3 separate regions of the Gossypium hirsutum genome follow, and regions 1 and 3 are each linked to region 2. Evidence: chromatin contacts called from public Hi-C data. All regions are on one chromosome and are shown on one strand. The core of a region is the stretch at or near the end of the contact, and the rest is flanking DNA. Distances in the headings are between cores, read along the strand shown.

Region 1 (4,162 bases), core at 991-3,490, 180 kb before region 2:
TCTTCTAAAAGAAAACTCAAGAGAAATTATTAAAAAGAAAACTCAAAGAGAATTTTATTAACTCAAAGTGATAATGAATGAATTGATTGTGTACAATGAAGAGGCCTTTATAGAGGCTAGCTATGTAAATTCAAATAAAACTCTTAAGTATACTGAAACTCTAATTAACTTAAATAAGAAGTAGTTTTAAACTAAACTTTCTTGGTGGCATAAATCTCCTAAATAACTTAAAATACTTAAAAATTATCCAAAATTTGAAATAAATAAATAATAAAATAATAAAAATTAATAAATACAATATTGGACTCAAATATAATAAAAATTAAGCCTAAAATTCGAACCCAATATGCTTTAAACTTGAATAAAAAGCCCGAAACTCATAATTTTCGTAATAGTCTTGTTTAGAAATTCTACTCGCGTAATCTTCACTAAGTATAGAAATGATCTGAGAATTAATTTAAGTTTTTCGAATTATTATTTAATTAAATAATTGAAGTTTGGAAATGGAATTAAATTAATAGGTCATTGTGAATATGTTGAATATGAAAATTAAATATATTTTCTCAAAGATTCTTTTACGGTAAAGTTTCCATGACTTTAACAGAATTAGAATTGGGTTGAGAAAATTGTTTAATTGAAAAAATAAATTATTTAAATTAATTTAATAAATGCTATTTATTTTGGGAAATAGAAAAAAAATTGTATTGGGTTGGATTAAATTATAAAGTGTTGGGTTAAAAGTCTAGGCACATGAAATTGGACCCAATATAGGAGAGACCCAAAACCTCTCATAATAAGTATGAGGGCCGAAACCTAATTTAATTAACTAGGGTTAGCCGCCCATTTCTCCTAGTAGAACTAGGAGACATATTTTTCTATCAGATAAGTATTATTTGTATTCTACCAATTCAATCAGGATTATTTTATCTCTCCTTATAAATAGATGACACTGTTAGAGCTATTTACACATAAGTTTTCAATATTGTTATTTTGCCCCAAAATAGTCATAATTAATTTTTAAGTATAAATTCTATTTTTTGGGAATAACAATTCTACTGATTTCTAGAGAGATAGAGATTTGCTTTCTTATTGAAAGTAAGAAAATTATTTCTAGTTCTGTGTTTGGTGCGTGATTGTTCGAGCCCACACTCGAAGCGATTCGTGGTATGAGAATAGTAGAGAAGACTGTTCAGTTGAAAGTCGGTAATAACAAGGATCCGTCTCGCATAAAACACAAGTATTTTTTGGAAAAAAATTATTGTTATAAATGTAACAAATCAACTCATTTTTTAAATTTTTATTTTTTCGCTGTAACAGGAAACCGTTTTCAAACCGATTTTTTTCCAACAATAATAACATAGTTATATATTGAGATACATATCATTAATATTATACCTTAATTGTATAATGTCAATTTTATGTTTTACAATCTACCATAAAATAAGTTACACATTTAAAGTATAGGTTGCACATCACTAATAAAAGAATGCATATTATAATATCATAATTGTATAATTATTATACATTCGTAATACTTATTTAAAACAATTGATATATTATATGTAGTTAAGCGTGTACGTATACCTTTTTTTGTAATATAAAATGCACTAAATATATTTATATTATATTATTTACTTTAATTATATAAATATTAATTATTTTTTTAAATTTAAGGATTTCGATGATCTCATCCCATTGTTTGGTTAAGTTTATGGATGGAAAAGAATATGATTCAAGAAAAACTAAATAAGATTTAAGGTAATAAGGTATTAAAGAATATATATTTTCTAATAAAAATATTATACTTAATATTAGAAAATATTTTATTATATTTTATGTCACATAAATTATAAGGCAAATATTGATGTCCGTTCATTTAGTTTTTAACCAATAACTTTAATTCGGATATCTGAGTGGCCTTGCCTTCAACACACAATTTATAAATTAGCTTTATCGAAACGTGATGATTCAATTGACATTCTGATGCTTAATGAACAATCTTGAGGCTTACGTTCCGATAGTTAAATTAATGTTTTCAAGAGAAAACGTGAGTAAAGAATTAAACGAGAACTTCCTAGTTGATAAATTAACCCACTGCTTCTACAAAGATATTTTTCCCCATTAAGTATTGAACATTGGACGTGAACCGGGACTTTTTACGTCCACTATACAAAATCTTATTATGCAATCCGTCCGTGAACATTTCACATGGAGCCCCCTGTGGGCACAAATCCTTTTTGGGTGGCTTTCTCTATATCTGTTGTCGCCGGTAAGTTTTATAGAAAGGACATGGTTTGGACCACGGCTCGTATATCGAATGAGGATGTTACAATAAAATTTGAACTTGTTTGGCAAATGGGAAATTTGCTGACCATAAAATTTAAATCTTTCAAAATTCGATGATAGATTCTTGTTCACATGTTTTACATTTTAAGTTACATTTTGATAAAAGCGTTCATTTATTAAATTTTATAATTTTAAATATGATATAAGTATGTAAAGTGAATACGATAAAAATATTTTGAAATTTGGAAATAGATTCTTGTTGACATGTTCCACATTTCAAGCTACACATGCATAGATAAGTATGTGCACGGCTTAATATATATTAGTGTAAGGGTTGACTTAACGTCCAAATTCTAATGTTTTATGTTTGAAAATTGAGTTGGGTAAAGTATGTGTCAAATTTAAGCTGAGTCGGTTCGTATTCGGAGTTTATATTATTTTTATTTTATTTTATGTATTATGTAATTTATATTATATGAAAATTAAATATATTTTACCAGAATGTAAATATTAAAAACATATGTTAAGTTATATATAATTAAAAATTTAATAAAATATAATATATTTTGAAAAAAATAAAATGAGGGGATTTAAACGGACTCATGTTTAGTCATTTATAAATATAGACGAAATTGAATAAAATTAGAGACCCATATTTCAAATCAGGTCGAGCTTGGTAACTGTGTATAATATTTGATAGTTTGGTATCGTAAATGGGCAAGGCTTAAACTTGATCTATGAATACCTCTAATTTAATATGACGATTTTAAATGAAACAACAATACACGAAACAAAATATTTATATATATACCTATCAATTCTGATTGAATCAGTGATCAATCTGATTCTAGATTCAACTCAACACGATTTAATCATAAAAAACCAACAACCTTAACCTAAATTGACCCAACCTAAATTAGCTTGACTAGAAAAATCTAAGCTTCAATCCGAATTACTTAAATTCAAAATGTCTAAACATGAAATAATTCAAATTAAAATGATGTTAAAAATTGCAAAGATCAAATTGACCCAACTGACTTAATTTACAAATTTATGCAATATACATATAAGAAGTGAGCCTACCAAAATACTGTTTATTATTCATATTACTAAATTAATATTATAACAATATTTTATTTTATTATTAAAATCTGAATAATAAAAAATATTTTCTGAGTTGAAATTACACTGCATATATGTTAAATTACACTTTTACTATAATTTTAATTATTAAATTTTGAGCTACACTCTTACTTTTTCAATAATATGATATTAAGATTTACCATTATAAAACAAGTGCGTTAACAATCAACTCTAAGAATTGATTTTACTATAAAAGTTAAGTTTTAGAACCAATTTTTCATGTTTGATTTTTACCCTTTATAATAATTTTTTTAACCTATAACAAGAATTATAAAGTATGAAGTATATTGTTACATTAGTTATTTACAACAATTTTTTTTCTTAAATTTTAGTAAATTAGTTTTATTCTTAAGTGAAATAAAAATAATAATTTTCTGTTAAGATATTGTTTCAATAAAATGTTTAAGAAAAATATGTTAACAATATTTTATTAAATAAAAATAATATTTAATAAATAGAATTGCATTTATAAATTTTATTAAAGATGCACTTTAAATCTCACTAATTAATAGTATTATTGATAAATTATAGTTTTTCTAATTTGAAAATTAAAGAAATCAAAAATGATTTAAATCTAAAATATTGTTATAAGTGTCTCGAGTAATGTTATGGGTATATAACAACCACCTATTTATGTCATTCAAAATTTTGGTAGAAAAATGGAGTTGTTATAGATAAAATTGATTGTACTTTAATTATCAAAATAGTTAATATATTCTAATTATATTCAACA
Region 2 (4,190 bases), core at 1,415-3,914:
GACAGATAGACAAGCTTCCGTTTTGGTAGCATCAAATAAACTAGACAAAAGGTGTCGCTATTGTAAAAAGTTAGGTCACGTCAAAGTATATTGTTATAAACTGCGAAATAAAAGAGATGCTGAGAGTAACGAGGAAGATGTAGCTGGTGCTAATTTGGTCGATGAAAATGGTGATGATTTCTTGTTAGTGTCAACAAGTGATAACTCTAAGCTCACGTCCGAGTGGATCCTAGATTCAGGATGTTCTTTCCACATGTGTCCCAATAGAGAATAGTTCTCCACATACAATTTGGTTGAAGGTAGAGTTATGCACATGGGAAATAATTCATCTAGTAAGGTAATTAGTATTGGTACTGTTAAAATTAAGATGCACGATGGGACGATTAGGACACTCTCAGATGTCAGGTATGTACCTGATTTACGAAAGAATCTCATCTCCTTGAGTATTTTAGACTTGAAAGGATGCAGAATTAACATCGAGTCAAGCGGCATTAAAGTATCTCGTAGAGCTCTCGTTTTTTTAAAAGGTAAAAGAACCGATAGTCTTTATATTCTGGAAGGTTCTACAGTGACCGATGAAATCGGACGTCCCTCGATAGAGCAGAGGCAACTTGGTCATAGAAGGGAAAAAGGTATGACCATTTCGTTGAAGAGAGGTTCTCTTTTGGATACAGGTTTTGAAAAATTAAGGCATTGTGTTCGTGAAAATCAGACCCGATTTAGTTTTGATTTCACAGTGTACAAGTCGAAGGCTAGAAGTCTTCCAGTTTCTAAGCACAAATTCGACTCAGTTAATTCCCTGCATAGTTCAAGATAGGCTCGTGGCGGCTTTCGAAAAGATGGCGTTGTGGAAATATGAGTCAAGGCGGAGATTTGTTAAATATGACTCCTATTTTCGGTCAATTTTGAAAAATAACCTTTCAGTTAAACTCTATTTACTTGTTTCATCAAACACTGATTAGTTTAGATTATTTTATTATTATTTGACCTATGAATTTAGCCTATAAATAGGTTATTTTAAAACCTTAGAAAGATATACCCATTAGAGATTAGAACTGATAACACATTTAGAGAATTTCGTGTTTACGTTTTGAGAGTTCTTTATTTTCGGGTTTTTGGGGTTTAGTCTTTATCTCCATCTTTTGTACTCTTCGTTCTTTTGCCATTATAGTAAAGTTATCTTTGTCCGTGGTTTTTTATCCTCTTTGGAAGGGTTTTTTCACGTTAAATTTGTGTGTTTAATTTCTTAATTTATTCTGCTATTTTTCTTGTTCGTTACTTAATCGGGTCGATCCTAACATATTTTTTATAATATTTTATTTTTAAATCGTTTTTATAATTTGTTATCAATTTTTTTTAATATTTTTATTTTATTTTGAAATATTTTTTAGAATTATAACTAAATTAACAAATTTTGTAAATGTTGAGAGCTAAATTTTTTGAATTTTTTTGCAAAATAGAATTGAAATAATAATTTTTTTAAACATTGAGGTTTTTTAATTTTTTTAGATTTAAGATCTAATTGATTGAATGTGTAAATATTAAATGGCTATGTTTTAATAAAAAGATCCACATTAGAATTCTGTTAGAGGTGTTCATGGGTCGAGTTTGGGTTGGGTTTAAGTATGATATTAACATACTTTATGTTTGTCCAAGTCTGGCCCAACTTGAAATCTGAGTCTAAAATTTTGCCCAAACCCACTCATATTTGCTAAAGATTAACTCAAACTCATTTTAGGTCTGCTCATATTATTTTAAATTTTTTTAAAAAAATATTTATATTATATTATTTTAATATTTAATAATTTTATACATTTTTTATTTATTAAAAACTTGTATATAGTCATCTTAACATTGTTTTAATGTTTACATTAGAGTAGTATTATATATTTAATATAGATTTATTTTTTTAATGTGTTCTAAATTACATAATATATAAAAATAACATAATATAAAATATTATAAACTTAAAACAGGTCGAGCTGGACTAGGCTCGAACTTTGAATGTTCAAACCCCGAGCTCAGTCCATATTTTAAACAGGCCTAATTTTTTTACCTAAATTCATTTTTTGGGCTTAATATTTTTATCCAAATTCTCTCAAATTTCGGGCAAACCTTTAGGTATAAACAAATAGCCTGACATATGAATAGGTCTAAATTTTGTTATTGAACTAACAACAAAAAAGCGGAAATATAATTAATTTTAAAAAATTGAATGAGGAAATAAATAATAATAATTATATAATAAAAATAGAAGCAAGACTATACTCATAATTTACCATGCTGAATATAACCCTCCAGGGAATATAATGTCAAATATTTGATTCAATTTAAAAAAGTGTATACTTCGAAAATAGTTAAATTAATAACGTGAAAACCTGTAGAAAGGCAAGAAAGATGTATTAAATTGCAGATGTATGCGAGAGGCAACCTCCATTGAACTAAAATTCTTTGTATTTAATAAATCCAATTGATCTTTCCAAGATTCAAAATTTGGTTAAAAGCAAACAAAAATGTGATGGACGGTTGCTAAACACAACATGACGTGACAATCAAACGGTCAAGAGTTTATCATCGACCCTACATGACATGACAACACCATAAATGATGACCCTTGCAATTACAAATTATGATACTAAATGATGACTAACCTGCAAGTTAAATGAAAATGTGAAGGTAAAACTATACACAATCCTCTTAGATGCATCAAGTACACAGGATGATAATAACACCAAAAAGAACACATTGTACAAAAATATTTTAAAGCTCTCTCCCGACCACAATTTGGGGAAACTCAGAAGATACAGCTAGTGGGTACCCAGGCCCTTATCATGCATTCCCCACCCCCAATCATGCACTTCTCCCCTGCTGTTTCCCCCTCATAATATATTTGGAGCTAAACATTACTATTTTCCTCTCTCTCTCTCTCTCTCTCTCTCTCTCTCTCTTGCGCGCAGTTTCAATCATGGTATAGTATACATTCTATAAAATTATTATTAGCATGCTTGAATATAATTGATCATATAATGAATAGTTTCTTTGCTGCCTGGATTTTGCTTTGGATGCTCATAGGTTTTGGTTGGAAGCCATGGTGAGAAAGATGATTCAAATGAGGGAACCGTGGTTGATTTCCGCGGGAATCCGGTGGACAAGTCGAAAACCGGTGGATGGCTCGCTGCAGGGCTCATCTTAGGTGTTTCACGATGAATTTCAGAAGCTTAAAAGTGCGGTGTACCTTGGTCCCCATCTTTCTTCTTTTGCTAATATGAAGGGAAATTTTTGGTGCAGGATCTGAGCTCTCCGAGAGGATATGTGTGATGGGCATATCTATGAATTTGGTGACGTACTTAGTTGGAGATTTGCATATCTCAGCAGCAAAATCCGCAACTATAGTTACCAACTTCATGGGCGCTCTTAATCTGCTTGGTCTCCTCGGAGGTTTCTTAGCCGATGCCAAACTCGGTCGATACTTGACTGTGGCACTCTCTGCATCCATAACTGCTCTGGTAAGGTTTCCCTTACCGATAATAAGAAATAAAAAAGATATCTTTACGTCTACTTCTTTGCAAACAAAGACTTTAATATAACTTTTTTGGCTGCCATCTCATCTTAACTCAGGGAGTGATTTTATTGACACTGGCTACGACAATTCCCAGCATGAGGCCTCCTTACTGTGATGACTACAGAAGGAAGCATCACGAGTGCATCGAGGCAAACGGCCGGCAACTGGCTTTGCTGTATGCGGCACTGTACACAACAGCACTTGGTGGTGGGGGAATAAAGTCTAATGTCTCGGGTTTTGGGTCGGATCAGTTCGACGTGGCAGACCCCAAGGAGGAGAAGGCTATGATTTTCTTCTTCAATAGGTTCTATTTCGGCATCAGCCTGGGGTCATTGTTTGCGGTGATTGTGCTGGTGTATATACAAGACAATGTAGGAAGAGGGTGGGGATACGGGATTTCAGCAGTAACAATGGTGATTGCGGTAGTGGTTTTGATTTGTGGGACTCCATGGTACAGGTTCAAAAAGCCTCAGGGGAGCCCTTTAACTGTCGTATGGAGGGTTCTATTATTGGCATTGAAGAAGAAAAATCAGCCTTATCCTTCCCACCCTAGCCTCTTGAACGATTACGATAACCGAAAGGTTCCCTACACGCCAAGATTCAAGTAAGTCTGATCCCATTTGGTTTT
Region 3 (4,392 bases), core at 1,321-3,820, 200 kb before region 2:
TGTAAAACATACTGTAATGTATTTAAAAAGCTCCAAAACAATCCCTACAAACTAAAAAAATTGTTTCAAATCATCAGACCATTAAAAATCTACCGTTAACTTGATGATTTGGAGAAAATATATTCAAATCTAACTGGCTTGCTCATAACCCGACCCGACCCACGCAAAAAACCCAATTATCCCAAAAACAAAACATGCCATGTATCTGGTGTGGCTGAAAAAAGTAAAATCTTTGAAAAGATAAACATTTTTAAGCAAGCAAACTAGCTCAAGCAATTTCAGAACAAGAGTAATCAAACTGTTCATTGTTTAAGCTGCATTTGATGAGCAATGGAGCTAATAAATAAAGATATGTAAATAAAACTTCAAGAAAATATTCAACTAATTGTACTTTTGAGAATAAAGAAGAATTGGAAAGAACGAGAGTAATTGGGTTGCGTGGAACTACAGCGTGAATTGCTAACTTAAATATTTCTAAGCTATAAATAGAATGAGATTTTTTATACAAGGGATTAGGCATTGGGGGATTTCAATTAGAAATATTTCCTCTTCTCCTCTAGCTTTTCTGATTAATGCCCCAAATTTTTCATTAGATATATTGCGATGAAGTTAACTTGGGGTTGGGGAATTTGGAGATTTGGATTTAGGGTTCTGAGGGATTGGCAGGGGAGAGTCACAATAGTTGAAACTTCTATTGTGGCCGGTGGCCACACGGTAGTTCTTAGATTTGGGATGGTTGGGTTTTTTCCATGGGCCGGATCATGGGTAAAGCAGTTAGGTATGATATATTTTGTGCAAACTATCAACAACTTAATGGAAAATTTTAACATTATCATGATTTGAACAAATTTTTAATGCATAAGAACTAATTTGGAGTAATTTTTAGTAGAGGAACTAAAATGAACTTTACACAGTAGTACACTTTGACCCAATTCTTACCATTATAAGAGTAAGCTCAGAAAGCATCTGAAGGGCCAAGATATAAATTGGTTTACATGTTTAAACACACTTTCAAACACATAAAGTACAAGAAGCTACTGTAATATGTGTCCTATAAGTTCTACCTAGATAAATACAGAATGAAATAACAGATGGGGTGTGAAACACACAAAAGAAACAAAAGAGTACAAAATAATTATAGTACTGTTTAAATGAACTCCACATTTCACTTGGCATAGAGGAGATAAAATGCATTGCTTGGATTACCAATGCCTATATGTTATTCTCACCTCACAATTGCACCAAGTATCAATGGTATTGTGTCAATCTGAAAGGTCCGGCGACAACCTAGTTTGTCCACCAGTGAACCACAACTCAGGCTTCCAATGAAAGCTCCAGCAATGAATATGCTTACCACAATCCCCTCAAGAATTGGATCTCCTTCGAAACCAAGTTCTCTTGCAATTGAAACGATTGGACCATTCATTACTCTGCAAAACAAAGAATGCAATTTTGTGAACTGACTCTTAGACAAAACAATTTTACTCTTTAAAAATATCATTGATTTTCAAGTTACACCTATGTTATGGTGAGTATTGAATACGTGTGTGAGTCCAATATGGGCATACTCAATATTTTTGTTTCTATTTTATTTCTTCACATATATGATCATATCCCATACCTATGTCAAACACAAGTGTTGGACATCGGTACTTTAGGGAGAATTAAGAGACCGGGTATATGAATTCCTTCCATACACTCCCGATGAAATTTTAACACTCTACAACCAGGTTTATACATTAAAAGACAATAATTCAGTGTTTAGTTTCCTTATTTATAGTTTTTTTATGGAATATTTATAGTTAAATAAATAAAACTCTTGTAAGCATATAAATCAGTTAGCAACATAATTTCCAATTTCTCAACAGCTAAACGAGCGAGCAACTAATTAGAAAGAACAATAAAGCATAAAAAAAAATTCAATAAGAGCTGAATTAAGCTCCAGAATATTCAAATGCTTCATTGCATAGCAAAAAGAGCAAGGAAAAGAAAACAACAATTAAATTTTCAGAAAGAAAGAACAATGTTTTTATTAAAAAAACACTTACCCTATGTGATAGCCGAAAAGGAAATTGGACATTGAAGCAACCAAAACGTGAGGGAAAGTAGGAAGCCATCCCAAATCAAAGCTTTGATCATCGCTTTTTTCTTGATTACGTAAACCTTCATTATCTGCAATTTAAACCCTAATCAGATATTAACTATAAAAATTCCACAGAATCTTGTCCGTCGATTGAATTTGACGAAAGCCAATAAGCCGAAAAATAAATGATAGTAAAAACCTGGCTCCTGAGTCTGCAACTGCTTCCTAGTCGCCGAAGCTTTCAACTTTAGTGACGGCAAGGGGAAACCAAAACGAAAGGTTTTGGGTTTAAGGAGTACTTTGGGGCTTAGATGAGAGGTGAAGAATAGGGGAACCGGGACGACCGGTCGGTGGAGTACGGTGGCAACCCACATCGAGTGAGAAATCGAGGAGAGAGAATGGGAATTGAAGTGTTTTTTGTTTATTTTTTTCCTTCAATAATTAGATAGAAATGATGGGATAAAGCCAGGTGGCGTAATTTGTTAGCTCTGCAAGGAAGGAATAGGATAAAACGGTCATAAAAAAAAAGAGTAACAAATTGGCGGGAAACACGAGGGCATAGTTCAACAGTATACCGGCAAGGATGAGAGCATTTTAGTGACATTTTCTTTAGCATGACGTAATTTACTTATTTGTGGATACTTTTTATGCAAGGATATTAAATTTTGAAATGTTAAAGACGTGGTTTAATCGTAAAATGCCATGAGTCCGAACTTTTTACTTCTAAATAATCGAAGGGATCTCATATTAAATAACTAAAATCCAAATAATTGAAAATTAGAAGAAAGAAAACCGTGAAATCATGTTAACCTCACATCTAAAACCCATAAATTCAAAATCAATTAAAATGTGTAATTTGTAATATATACTTTGGTACAATTATATATATTAAATTTGAATTTTAGTTTTTATATATATAATAAATTTTAATTTGGATTCAATTCTACACATTTAAAAAAATAAATAAATAAATTTATTTTCATATTGAATTAATATAATTGTTTTTGTATATAATATCAATGTGATTTGTGTTAATTCAATAATATTGTTAGAAATTTGTAAAAATTGAATCAAATTAAAATTTAATGCATAAAATTGTATAAAATCAAAGTTCATATATGATAATGCACATTGAATCAAATTTCATATATGTTTTGATATTTATAAAAAAAATTTAGCTATGAAATCAATATTAAAGAACTTTCAGGGAATGTTTGGTTCAAGGAATATAATATAAATTTTCGTAATAGAATTACAAAAAACGTAAGGTTGTATATGGTATGTTACATTACTTTGATTGGCTCATTTGATTGGAATGTATTATCCAACACTACGTTTGGTTCGCTGACATAAGGTTGTCGATGGTATGTTACATTATCTTGTTTGGTTCATTTGGTTGGAATGTATTATCCAGCACTACGTTTGGTTCGTTGTAATAGAATTGAGTTGTAATACAATAGAGCTGTAATCAATAATTCAATGTTTAGTTCAATGGAATTGAATAAAACTGTAATAGTATTCTTATGTTTGGTTGAATGGAATGATGTTATAATAGTATAAGGGAAAAAATTGAAATGATTGGAGTACCCTTATCAATTTTTTTGTAAGTAGATAATTATTGTTATTGTTATTAAATTTTAATAGGATTATTATTAAAAATAATTTAATCATATTTTAATATAATTATTATTAAATATAATTTAATAAAAATAATAATATTTTTAATATAATTATTTTTATATTAAAATATTTTTATTTTAAATTATATTTTGACATTAAATATTTTATATTAAATTATATTAAATTATTTCAAATATTTTATTTTTATATTTTCTAAGTCCAAGTTTTAAAGGACTAATCTAAAAATTAATTTTTCTTTATTATTCAATGTTGCATGGAATAGTCATTCTTTGGTGATACCAAAGAATAGCTATTACAAGAAGACAAGTAATATGAAGTAATGGTCATTCCATTGAATGAGTATTACGTTCAACTAAACAAATGAGTGATTTACCATTCAATGAATAATGGGGGAATGCTATCCCATTCTTCCCCTATAACACCTCAAACTTATATCCGTCGTCGAAATAAGGTTACGGAGTATTATTGTGAAAACGTAACTTATAATCATTCATTTCTAAACATTTCATAAATCATATCTTAGTCCATTCAAACACATGCATATCGTCCCTTAATTGAGCTCTCGAGGCCTTAGAAGCACTTTAAAAATAATTTGGGACTAAATTGGAAAATTTAGAAACTTATGGAAAAAGATAAAAAAAATTTACACTGCAGGGTCACATGGCCAT

What was found. A called contact is a pair of places that touch in the nucleus more often than the background predicts.
Region 1: a contact with region 2 is called in a Hi-C map of leaf, with 3 times the contacts expected there. The contact joins the enhancer-like site here to the promoter of LOC107952843 in region 2. A contact is called at or near these places in 18 of 34 Hi-C or Micro-C datasets (anther, callus, hypocotyl and 3 more).
Region 3: a Hi-C map of leaf shows a contact between it and region 2, with 2.5 times the contacts expected there. The contact joins the promoter of LOC107888281 here to the promoter of LOC107952843 in region 2. A contact is called at or near these places in 19 of 34 Hi-C or Micro-C datasets (anther, callus, hypocotyl and 3 more).

What each region holds. Positions count from the first base shown.
Region 1 is chrA07:56,945,866-56,950,027 of Gossypium_hirsutum_v2.1, forward strand. No RefSeq gene overlaps it. Among protein-coding and RNA genes, the nearest start is that of LOC107888281, 23 kb to the left of the region's middle. Within about 2 kb of position 2,241, at least 1 of the 9 cell types and tissues checked has an H3K27ac peak or open chromatin away from gene starts, as enhancers often do. A contact at or near this core is called in leaf, where this site is marked.
Region 2 is chrA07:57,124,009-57,128,198 of Gossypium_hirsutum_v2.1, forward strand. LOC107952843 (protein NRT1/ PTR FAMILY 6.4) reads left to right here and starts at 2,665. Exons shown (of 5, transcript XM_041117961.1): 1 at 2,665-2,968; 2 at 3,073-3,193; 3 at 3,289-3,506; 4 at 3,619-4,166. The coding sequence starts at 2,966.
Region 3 is chrA07:56,922,230-56,926,621 of Gossypium_hirsutum_v2.1, forward strand. It overlaps LOC107888281 (probable plastidic glucose transporter 1), which reads right to left and starts at 2,571. Exons shown (of 12, transcript XM_016812340.2): 1 at 2,283-2,571; 2 at 2,049-2,172; 3 at 1,230-1,430. The coding sequence starts at 2,457.